2 separate regions of the Macaca mulatta genome follow, and region 2 is linked to region 1. Evidence: chromatin contacts called from public Hi-C data. All regions are on one chromosome and are shown on one strand. Each heading gives the region's core, a stretch centred on a gene start, on an enhancer-like site or on the middle of the called end of the contact. The rest is flanking DNA. Distances are from core to core; before and after follow the strand shown. Region 1 holds the start of PIGG (phosphatidylinositol glycan anchor biosynthesis class G). Region 2 holds the start of ATP5ME (ATP synthase membrane subunit e).

Region 1 (5,458 bases), core at 2,948-5,447:
TCACGCCTGTAATCCCAGCACTTTGGGAGGCCGAGGCAGGCGGATCACAAGGTCAGGAGATCAAGACCATCCTGGCTAACACGGTGAAACCCCGTCTCTACTAAAAATACAAAAAATTAGCTGGGCGCGGTGGTGGCGCCTGTAGTCCCAGCTACTCTGGAGGCAGAGGCAGGAGAATGGCGGGAACCCGGGAGGCGGAGCTTGCAGTAAGTTGAGATCCAGCTACTGCACTCCAGCCTGGGCGACAGAGCGAGACTCCGTCTCAAAAAAAAAAAAAAATAGAAAGTAGGCTCCATGAGGACAATGCTGTCTTGTTCTTCACTGCATCCCTCCTGTCTAGAACAGCATGTCACATAGTACATGCTCAATAAATATTGCTGAATGAAGGTCACATCACATTGAAATGTGGCAGAGAGAGTAAAACATTCAAGGAAAAAGTCAGTGAGCGATATGGCACTGTGCTTCCTCCAGTCTCAGACTGCTTTCATCCAGCGAACATTCGCTGAGCATCGACAACCCGGGCTGCCCCCAAGCCTTCAATCAGTAAGCAGCTCCTTCTCACCAAGTAACAAGCTGTCACCCCATCAATCACACAGCAAAGGCTCCGTCAGAGACTTTATGCCACACTCACACGCAATACACTCACAAACACAATTCAACCCCTCTGCTCCTTTCTGTCCCCAACTTTATTCATCCTTCCACTCTCAGTTTAAATGCAATTTCCTCAGCCGGGATTTCTCACCCACTAATCACATCCTGTTCCTTCCCATCATGCACTAACCACACTTTACAACTGCATGTTTTCTTTCTTTCTTTTTTGAGACGGAGTCTCGCTCTGTCGCCCAGGCTGGAGTGCAGTGGCCGGATCTCAGCTCACTGCAAGCTCCGCCTCCCGGGTTCACGCCATTCTCCTGCCTCAGCCTCCTGAGTAGCTGGGACTACAGGCGCCCGCCACCTCGCCCGGCTAGTTTTTTTTTTTTTTTTTTTTTTTTTTAGTAGAGACGGGGTTTCACCGTGTTAGCCAGGATGGTCTCGATCTCCTGACCTCGTGATCCGCCCGTCTCGGCCTCCCAAAGTGCTGGGATTACAGGCTTGAGCCACCGCGCGCGGCCTCTTTTTTTTTTTTTGAGATGGAGTCTTGCTCATCGCCAAGGCTGGAGTGTAGTGGCGCAACCTCGGCTCAATGCAAGCTCCGCCTCCCGGGTTCACGCCATTCTCCTGCCTCAGCCTCCTGAGTAGCTGGGACTACAGGCGCCCGCCACCTCGCCCAGCTAATTCTTTTGTATTTTTAGTAGAGACGGGGTTTCACCGTGTTAGCCAGGATGGTCTCGATCTTCTGACCTCGTGATCCACCCGCCTCGGCCTCCCAAAGTGCTGGGATTACAGGCGTGAGCCACCGCGCCCGGCCCAACTGCATGTTTTCATATGCTCCTTTGTTGAGTGACTGTATATCTAAAGACTAAAAGCTACATGAAGGCAGAGATACTATTTTCTCCCCGATTGTATACCCATTAAAATATCACCACATAGTAGTTGCTCAAAAGTTTTCGAGCCAATCAATAAAGGCTTACTTTTTTTCTTTACCCATGGTTCTTGGGAAATGCACTATGTACTTCAAAGCTGCTGTCAGTAGGCTGGACACCTGAAGGATATGGTGGAAACAGTGGTAATTGTTGAGGCAGATCATACTAATTGGATCATTATGTATACTGTTGGATACTTTTGGAGAAGTCACATTTAACTTATCTGGGTTTGCTTTCCTATCTATAAGATCTAGAGACTGAACTAGATCAGCTCTAAAGGCTCCTTCTAAGATTACAAATGACCCAATGGCGATTAAAGAAGAAAGCAGGTTACCAAGAATGGTATATCTTGGGGTAGGTTAGCCTGGGTGATCTTGCTGTAAATCTTTTTTTTTTTTTTTGAGACGGAGTCTCGCTCTGCCGCCCAGGCTGGAGTGCAGTGGCCAGATCTCGGCTCACTGCAAGCTCCGCCTCCCGGGTTCACGCCATTCTCCTGCCTCAGCCTCCCGAGTATCTGGGACTACAGGCGCCCGCCACCTTGCCCGGCTAGTTTTTTGTATTTTTTAGTAGAGACGGGGTTTCACCGTGTCAGCCAGGATGGTCTCGATCTCCTGACCTCATGATCCGCCCGTCTCGGCCTCCCAAAGTGCTGGGATTACAGGCTTGAGCCACCAGGCCCGGCCTATAAATCTTTTATACTTCCCGTGAAGCATGAGTTTTGGCTACTTGACAAGAGGCACAAATCATGGGTCTCAGTTCCGTCCTGTGTGAGGCTCCCTCAGCGTTCTATTGCCCCAGCCAACTGATAGCACAAAATTTCCACTTTCTTAAAATTGCAACTCCAAGCGAAAGACTACAGAGGCCCCCTTTAAATCTTCAAAAGAGCCAAACCATGATTCATTAAAACATTAAGGCCAACTTACCTTGATTCGAGGCATAGTAACTGTAGGTGGCTTTGCTTCAGCCACAAAACTGTGAGATGCTCCTTTTTCCACAAGATAAGTTGTGTAGGGCATAAATTTCACACCCTTTGATCCAAACACAAAATCATCTCTCAAGGCATCTATCAGAACAATAACAACTTTACTGAAGAGAGGTGATGGCAGCGTGGTCCAGTTAGAACTGGCTCCTAAGTGTTTGAAAGAAAAAAAGGAAATTGAACTTTGAACTTTCCTAAGCATTCAAGCACCTCCACAATCTAGCTTCTACCTACTTCTCCAGCACATATCCTGCCATATCTATATAACCCAACCCAAAAGGAGGAGACTTCTACTTGGTAGGTAGTGCTGCCGGGAATGGACGGGGGTTAATAGGAGTAATCTCAGGGACCCACAGTAGTAAGCAGTTAATTATCCTTAGTATAGTGAGGAGTACCAGGGCAGGGGAATCCCTACGTAAGCGTCCTGGGATGGGACATTTAGGGAGCTTGACCTAAAACCCAGAGCTGCAAGAATGGGATGGCTGGGTGTTTATATACTGCGTTTCGCGGTCAGCGGCTGGTGTGTGCACGTGGTCCAGAACCAGGGCTCCTTTACTTGCTGTATATGGCTGGGTAGATGAAGACTAGGAAGGGGCCTAACGCAGAAAGGCCTTAGCCACTAGGCAGGGAAAACACCTTGGAGGAACGTAAGAGACCCAAACGCGAAGGGATCGGCAGGGGTCTTATCTGTAGTGTGCTAGGGGGCAAAAAGGGCGCCTGGAACAGGCAGTGACCCAAAGGCTCCTCAGGAGAGGGGCGGGGGCTCTGGACGAGTAGAGCTGGAGAGGCCGGATCCCAGGTATGGACACAGCTTACTTTGTGGTGATCAGGAAGGAAGGTCGAAGTGGGGCCAGTAGAGGTGGTTGCCACAAAGTTGTAAGAATACAGAAAAGAGACGCTGGAGCGGTTAAAAAAAAAAAAATTCTGGGGTGGGGACCATAACGGGAGACCACCGGGGAGCGCCGAGAAGAAATCCGAGCAGTGACGCTCAGAAAAAGGGTCTTCTAGGGGATGTGGGGTCAGGGGAGCGGAGATGCTGGGGAGGGGTCCGTACCAGCCGAGGGTTCGGGCGCTGGGGGCTCTGCTCCGTGTACCGCCCTCGCAGAGGAACGAACGGGAGCCGGAAAGAATCCCCGAAGGAAGACTGCGATCCCTAGCACCTCGATCGCTACGCAACAGGTAGCGAAAGTCCCGGAGCCCAGCCGCATCGTGGACACGCCAGGCAGGATGCGGAACCGACCCCACCTGGAGCTTCGCCCTGCTGCACCCGCGCTTCCGGCTCCAGGTAGCCGTCTCTAAGCAAGAACGCCAGGCCTTACCGTCGCAGCCACAGTGGCGTCACGTCCGCCGGCGGGCCACAGTGGCGCGTCACTTTCGCCGGCGCGCCAAAGCGGCGTCACGCTGGAAATACGCCCGGCGGGCGGTGATCCAGGCTCTCTGCGGCGGCCTTCCCTGCGAGTCCGCGGTGGGCGCAGCCCACTGCGAGGTACAAGGTTTTAGAATTTTTTCAATTTGGAAAGCCGGGCTCAGTGGCTCACGCCTGTAATCCCAGCACCTTGGGAGGCCGATGCGGGCGGATTCACGAGGTCAAGAGATGGAGACCTTCCTGGCTAACATGGTGAAACTACAAAAAATTAGCCGGGCGCGGTGGCGGGCGCCTGTAGTCCCAGCTACTCAGGAGGCTGAGGCGGGAGAATGGCGTGAACCCAGGAGGTGGAGCTTGCAGTGAGCCCAGATCGGGCCACTGCACTCCAGCCTGGGCGACAGAGCGAGACTCCGCCTCACAAAAAAAAAAAAAAAGTTTATTTGAAAATTTTATTTTTTAATGGACACATTGTAAAGGCACATATTTATGGGCACGATTTGATGTTCAGATAAATATATATTGTTGTCTTAATTTAATTTAGGAGAGCTAAATAATTAAACAGGCCAAAGTACATAAGAAAGCAGCAGCCTTTTATTGCAAATATGCACACACTCTTGGGGTAGGTTCTCCAGTCCTCAGGTATGGGGCCAGAGAAGCCCACCGGCCTCTGCTGGGGAACTTTTATGCATTGATACTGGAAGGGGGAGGGCAGTGGGCGGGATAAGGGCGTGATAGGGGCGTCTCAGTAGGCGTGGGCGGGTAAGTTTGATTTCTTCGGATTGAGGTCACCTGGCCGACGCTCCGTTGCCCTGCACTTTCTGGGCGCGGGAAAGTTGGTGATGAACAACACGGAAGCAATCGGGACTGTGCCATGTTGTTCACCTTCCTCCATTTTGGTCCCTTCTCCCTCACCCAAACAGTCTAACCTCTTATTAATTGTAGGAATTTGGGGCGCCATTGTCAGTCTGGCTGCTTCCTGCTGTTAAGGGGCGTAGTTAGGGTCTGAGGTTGGCAGTTGGGTGTAGGGATGCAGGAGCATTTGGTTGAAGGTGACTGGGTGATTTCTTGGACCCTAGCTCGGAGAAATTTTATTAGAATGGGAGCAAAGCATAACATAAGACAGAGGATTAGTATGGGAATTAGGAATGGAAGCATCTGCTGTACTACAGGCAGCAGTGATACCAACAATTTAAGGGGGCATTAAATTGTTGAAGCTCCTTTTTGATTTTGTTTAACGTTTGGACGTTGGTGTCAACCAGGCCTAATCCATTTATGTAGTAGCAACACTCCTCTCCTAGGGAGAGGCATGCTCCTCCTTTTTCACCAGTAAGAAGATCTAATGCCCGCCTATTTTGTGCTGCTACCTGGGCTACTGAGGTGATTTGACGTTGTAAAGAGGCTAGGCTTTCAGCTGAAGCCTCTATGGCTGCTTGGACCTGAGTGGAGAGGGTCTGTGTGGATTGAATCGAGTGGGTGAGGGCCCCTGTTCCAAGTCCTGAGGCTACTAGGGACGATGCTAGGGAAACCCCGATAACTAAGGGAAGAAAAATGGCCCGTTTTTGGATTTTATTGCTGGAAGTGGTAAGCTGG
Region 2 (5,452 bases), core at 1,208-3,707, 170 kb before region 1:
GGGCATCCCCTGCTGCTAGTCCAGTGGGGTCTGGGTATGACCCTGAAGGGGTATTGCTGGGCTGCAGGAGTGAGAACCACACCGAAAGGGGAAGCATGGTTGGGAGGCCCCCCGAGGCCACCAGGAATGTGAGAAGGGCTGCAGAGCTCCCTGCAGAGGGTTCCCAGGCCACTGGAGTCTGAGCACAGCACTAAAGATAGCAGCAGAGCCTGAGCTGGGGGACTATCAGCTTCTGCACCCACAGCTGACCCGACAGCTGCAGAGGCCCCGACAGGCCATGTCTTGAGCCAGGTGGGACCCTTCCCACCACTGAGCTCTCAGGAAAGGCCCTGAGCAAAGGCAGGTCTCCACCGGCTTCAGGGGGTCTTCCCTGGGCGGTATGTGTTTGCCCGAGTGTTTTCCCTGCTGGTGCCCTGCCCTGCCCCACCCCACCTCCGGTGGAAGCTGCTGGTATGTCCCCCTCACCCCCCACCTTGGGCCCCAGAGACACTTATTTTTGATTCTGGAAGCAGGAGTTGCTGAGGACTCTGGTTTATTTTAAAATCCAGTGAAGGGAAACCACCCGTGGTCACCCGAGGCCGTCTGCCCTGGCGGAAGGTGGGGGCTTTGCTGAGGGCCAGAATGCTTCTGTGCCTGGCGGATCCAGTGTGCACCTGCGGCTTCCTCAGCAAGCAATAGGAGGTCTGGGGAGAGCTGGGGCTTGCTTCTGGCCCCCTGAGGACAGGGTTCAGGCAGAGGCCTCAGGCAGGAGTCTTCAGGGCCTGCAGGTCAACCTCACAGAAGCTGGAGAAAAGATCAGGGTGGCCCCACAGCAAGTCCCCAACCTTTTTGGCACTTGGGACAGGTTTCATGGAGGACAATTTTTCCGTGTTGGGGAGGAAGGTTTCGGGATGAAACTGTCCCACCTTAGTTCATCAGGCATTAGATTCTCACAGGGAGAGCGCAATCCAGATCCAAGTGCGCAGCTCACAGTACGGTTCATGCTCCTGTGGGAATCTGATGCCCAGGCTGACCTGGCAGTGGGTGGAGCTCAGGCGGTCATGCTCCCTCAATGCTCCCTCACCTTATCCTGTGCTGCCTGGTTCCTAACAGGCCACCAGCTGGTACTGGTCTGTGGCTGGGGGCTGGGAACCCCTGCCCTATAGGATTGGTCTTGGTATACCCAGCCCAGGAAACAGAGCCCAGTGGCTTCCCAGTTTCTCAGCCAGAGAGGCCCAGGCCCTGGACCCCAGAACAAGCCAGGAGAGAAGGTAGAGGTGGCTCAGGCCTGGGCAGGCAGCCCAGGTCGCCAGGATTGTGGTCCTCCCCATGCCCGCTTCAGGAGTCCTGGAGTTTGTGATGCTGCACCTTAGCGAGGCCCGAGCCATAGTTCTCCAGTTGCTTCTGCCCGTAGCAGTGCAGGGCCAGGAGAGGGGACACAGGAGGCCTTGCGTCACTACTGCATGGGGCCAAAGGGGGCCCGCAGATGGCCTAACACGGACAGCATGGCTGCTGCCAGGAAGATCCAGAACGTGGGAGGGGCAAGGCTCCTGCCCAGACTCCAGGCCTGGTGTCCATGGGGCTGCCAGGTCAGCACCCCGGGTACAGCGGGGAGGCTACATGGGCACCGCAGGCCCTATCTCTGGGCAGCTGTGGGAGACACACAGCTACTGGGAGGTGGACAGAGGCCAGCAAAGACCAGTGAGGGGCTCAGTGGTCCCCAGGCCTGGGCCGGGGCGGGCCCTTGGAGCTGTGGAGTCCTGAAGGCTGGAGTCGGGGGACCCAGGGAGCAGCCTCTGTTGGGGGCTGGTCTTCCCAAGAAGATCCCAGCCCCTCCTCGGGACGGAAGTGATGGGAGATCCTGGGGTGAGGAAGCTCCAGCTCCGGCGGGAAGGGCGTCCGGTGCCCCCAGGCAGAGCAGCCACAGGCAGAGCGGCCTGGAGGCCATGCTACCGCGGGCTGCGGAGTCCAGCGCGGCCCGGCCGGCGACAGACACTGGCCAGAGGGTCACTGCCCTGTAGGGGAAGGACCTGCCCGGGGAGCCACCTGCACTTGGCTCACACTCCGCTCCCAGGACCCCCAGGTCCCTGCCCAGGCCGCCCTCAGGTGGGCACGGACCGCGGGGCTGGACCCGCCCGAGCCGCCCTGACCTCAGGTCCCGGACGCTCCGCGCCGCAAGAAGACCGAGTGCGCCTCAGTCCGCAGTCTGGGGTGTGGACACACGGCCAGGACGCGCACGACAGGACCTCAGCAGCGGCGCGGGGAGACAGCCGGGCCCAAGCCCTGCGGCGAAAAGAAACCCCCGGCCCACTCGGCGCTGACACCGCCTCACGAAGCAACCCCGCGGGCGCAGCCGGTGGTCATCCGCGCACGCCCCGGCCCTTGTGCGCGTGCGCATCACGTGACGTCACCACGGCCCGGGAGTGCGCAGTCACCCTCCAGCCACCAGGAGGCGCGCCCCGCCCCCCTGCCCCGCTCTCTCGCTGCTGACAGCGCATGCGTCCGTCCAGCTCCGCCTTTGCCTCCAAGGCTTTGCGGGCTTGTGCGGCGTCCGCCTCCGACCGCGGGTTGTGCTTCCGGTGCGGAGGTCAGGGACAAGATGGTGCCGCCGGTGGAGGTCTCTCCGCTCATCAAGGTGATCCAGGCTTTGCAGCCGCCGAGCAGTGCTCTGGGCCCCTCCGTGTCCCGCCCCGCAGCTCCCACCCCGCGGGCTGCGACCCCCGCCCCCCGCCCCCCGCCCCCATGATCCCCGCCCGGCGACCCTCGCCCGGCGACCCGTCCCCCACCCCTCCTGCGATCTCTGCCCGGCGACCCCATCCCCTCTCCTCCCGCGACCCCCATCCCGCGAGTCCGGTTTCCCGCCGCCTCTGATCAACCTCTCTCGCAGCTCGGCCGCTACTCCGCCCTGTTCCTCGGTATGGCCTACGGAGCCACGCGCTACAGTGAGTGACCGCGGGCGGACCCGGGGCCGGGGCGGGATCTGCTCGGCTTTCCTGTGAAGTTCTTCATCTGCCATTTGGTGAACTCCAGCTCTGGAAGTGGGGCTGGGACTCATGCGAGGCAGACCGTGTCCTCCACCGAGCGGGACCCCTAGAGTGGAAACAGCTCACCCAAAGCTCAGGCCTCTGAGGCTCGGGCGGGGGACTCGAAAACGGCTGCTGCTTGTTGAAAACGGGTGCTGAGTGGGTGTTGGAGTGCTGAGGTCTGACGGGAGGCAGCCCCTGTTCACAGAGGACGAGTGAGCCAGTGCATGAGGGAGTGGGCAGCAGGGACCCTGTAGCCTCTGGATTGGACTCTTTAGGGTGAAGGTCAGGCGTTGACTCTCGTTGACATAAAGAGAGGGGACAGCAGGTGCTTCTGGTTCACAGCGTCGCTGAAGATACCTTGACCTGTGGACTCAGTTCCTTTTATGCAGCATTTCCAGTGAAGTTTATTCCCCTGCATTCCCCCAAACAGATTACCTAAAACCTCGGGCAGAAGAGGAGAGGAGGATAGAAGCAGAGGAGAAGAAGAGGCAGGATGAACTGAAACGGATTGCCAGAGAATTGGCAGAAGGTACGTGTGACACTAGCTCTTATAGATTGTCCCTCCCAGGTTTGTGCAGGGATAAGGAAAATGGAGAAGGACATTCAAGCAGAGCTAAGTAGATGTGGATTGTTTAAAAACAGGGAAGCTGGCCAGGCATGGTGGCTCATGCCTGTGATCCCAGCATTTTGGGAGGCCGAGGCGGGCAGATCACCTGAGGTCAGGAGTTCAAGACCAGCCTGACCAACATGGTAAAACCCTGTCTCTACAAAAATTAGCTGGGCATGGCTGGGTGTGGTGGCTCATGCCTGTAATCCTAGCACTTTGGGAGGCCGAGACAGGCAGACTGCCTGAGTTCAGGAGTTCGAGACCAGCCTGGGCAAGATGGTGAAACTCCATTTCTACTAAAATACAAAAAATCAGCCGGGCATGGTGGCAGGCATGTAATCCCAGCTACTCAGCTGAGGCACAAGAATTGCTTGAACCTGGGAGGTGGTGCTTGAATCCAGGAGGCAGAGGTTGCAGTGAGCTGAGATCACACCACTGCACTCCAGCCTGGGCAGCAAAGCAAAACTCTTTGTCTAAAAAAAAAAAAATTAGCCAGGTATGATGGCAGGTACATGTAATCCCAGCTACTCAGGAGGCTGAGGCGGGAGAATCGCTTTAACCTGGGATGCAGAGGTTGCAGTGAGCTGAGATCACACCATTGCACTTCAGCCTGGGTGACAGAGGGAGACTCCATCTCAAAACAAAAAAACAAACAAAAACAACTGGGAAGCTGACGTCTTTTTAGGTTACCTGCGTGTAGTAACATGTGCTTTTCTTCTAACCTTCCAGCCCAAGATGACAGCATATTAAAGTGAGTGACCCCGTGACCCTCTCTCTGGAGCAGCAGCGGATGAATAAAGCTTCCTGTGATGTGTGATACTCTGGCTCCTTCTCATTTGCTGTCACTGGTTGTCAAACTCCTAGGTTGAAGTTCTGTCCATCTCCCAGTTCACATGAGGTGGAAGACAGGGAGGGGGTTTCAAAAGTATTAATCCACGTGACCATTCACAGACCCAGAATGCATCATACAAACACAGCGAGAAGGACAGACGCGCGCTGCCTGTTCTGTCTGGGGCATCCAGGTGGGCGCCCCAAAGGGCGTCTGTAATGGTCAGTCAGCTGGAGGCCTCATGAGTACTGGGGTTGTCTTGATTCTGAGTTCTAGGCTGCTGCTGTCAGCAGCCCAGACTCCTGGATGGGGAGAGGTGGGCACTGGCTGCTGCCCTTACAGTTGGAAGCTGGGTCCTCCACGATAACTCCTTGCCCCCACCTGCCACTTCACAAATCCTCCCTTTGATCCCAGGAGGTGGCCAGGTCAGACTTGGGACTAAAAGTCCAGTGATGTGACCTCATGAGGACAGGGCCTGAGTGCTGTTTGAGCTGTGCAGGAAGGTGGTCCTGTGGTGCCTGAGCGACTTCCCTCTCCAACAGGATGGAAGTTGCTACTTCCCAATTACATGCCTTGAACAAATCTAGGCTTGGAGCCCCAGTTTGTAAAATGAGTTCATTTGCACATGTGAGGCCAGAGGGAGGAGCAGCCTACAAGCTTTTCAGGACATTTGGTTAAGGTGAGGTTTGAGTGAGCAAGATGCTTTCACATCCTGTCCTGGCGTCCAGAGGGGCTGGTTGCAGGGTCCTTCAGAACCTCTTAGGAGCCCCTCATCCCAGTCCCAGGCTCTGGATACCAGGGGTCTCTGACCAGTGAGATGAAAATGAAGGCTGGGCACGGTGGTTCACGCCTGTAATCCCAGCACTTTGGGAGGCTGAGGTGGGCGGATCACTTGAGGTCAGGAGTTCAAGACCAGTCTGGCCAACATGGCAAAACCCCGTCTTTACTAAAAATATAAAAATTAGCTGGTTGTGGTGATGGGTGCCTGTAATCCCAGCTACTCAGGAGGCT

Evidence for each region. A called contact is a pair of places that touch in the nucleus more often than the background predicts.
Region 2: a contact with region 1 is called in a Hi-C map of fetal cortex germinal zone, with 2.1 times the contacts expected there. The contact joins the promoter of ATP5ME here to the promoter of PIGG in region 1. A contact is called at or near these places in 2 of 14 Hi-C or Micro-C datasets (CD4 T cells and fetal cortex germinal zone).

The regions. Positions count from the first base shown.
Region 1 is chr5:563,672-569,129 of T2T-MMU8v2.0, reverse strand. It overlaps PIGG (phosphatidylinositol glycan anchor biosynthesis class G), which reads right to left and starts at 4,197. Exons shown (of 12, transcript XR_013417624.1): 1 at 3,822-4,197; 2 at 2,447-2,652. All of the region lies in intron 1 of LOC144341060 (a long non-coding RNA gene), which reads left to right.
Region 2 is chr5:735,253-740,704 of T2T-MMU8v2.0, reverse strand. ATP5ME (ATP synthase membrane subunit e) reads left to right here and starts at 2,457. Exons shown (of 3, transcript XM_078002853.1): 1 at 2,457-2,614; 2 at 3,436-3,534; 3 at 4,348-4,429. The coding sequence starts at 2,476. The coding sequence ends at 4,367. MYL5 (myosin light chain 5) reads right to left here and starts at 2,449. Exons shown (of 8, transcript XM_078002849.1): 1 at 2,130-2,449; 2 at 573-714.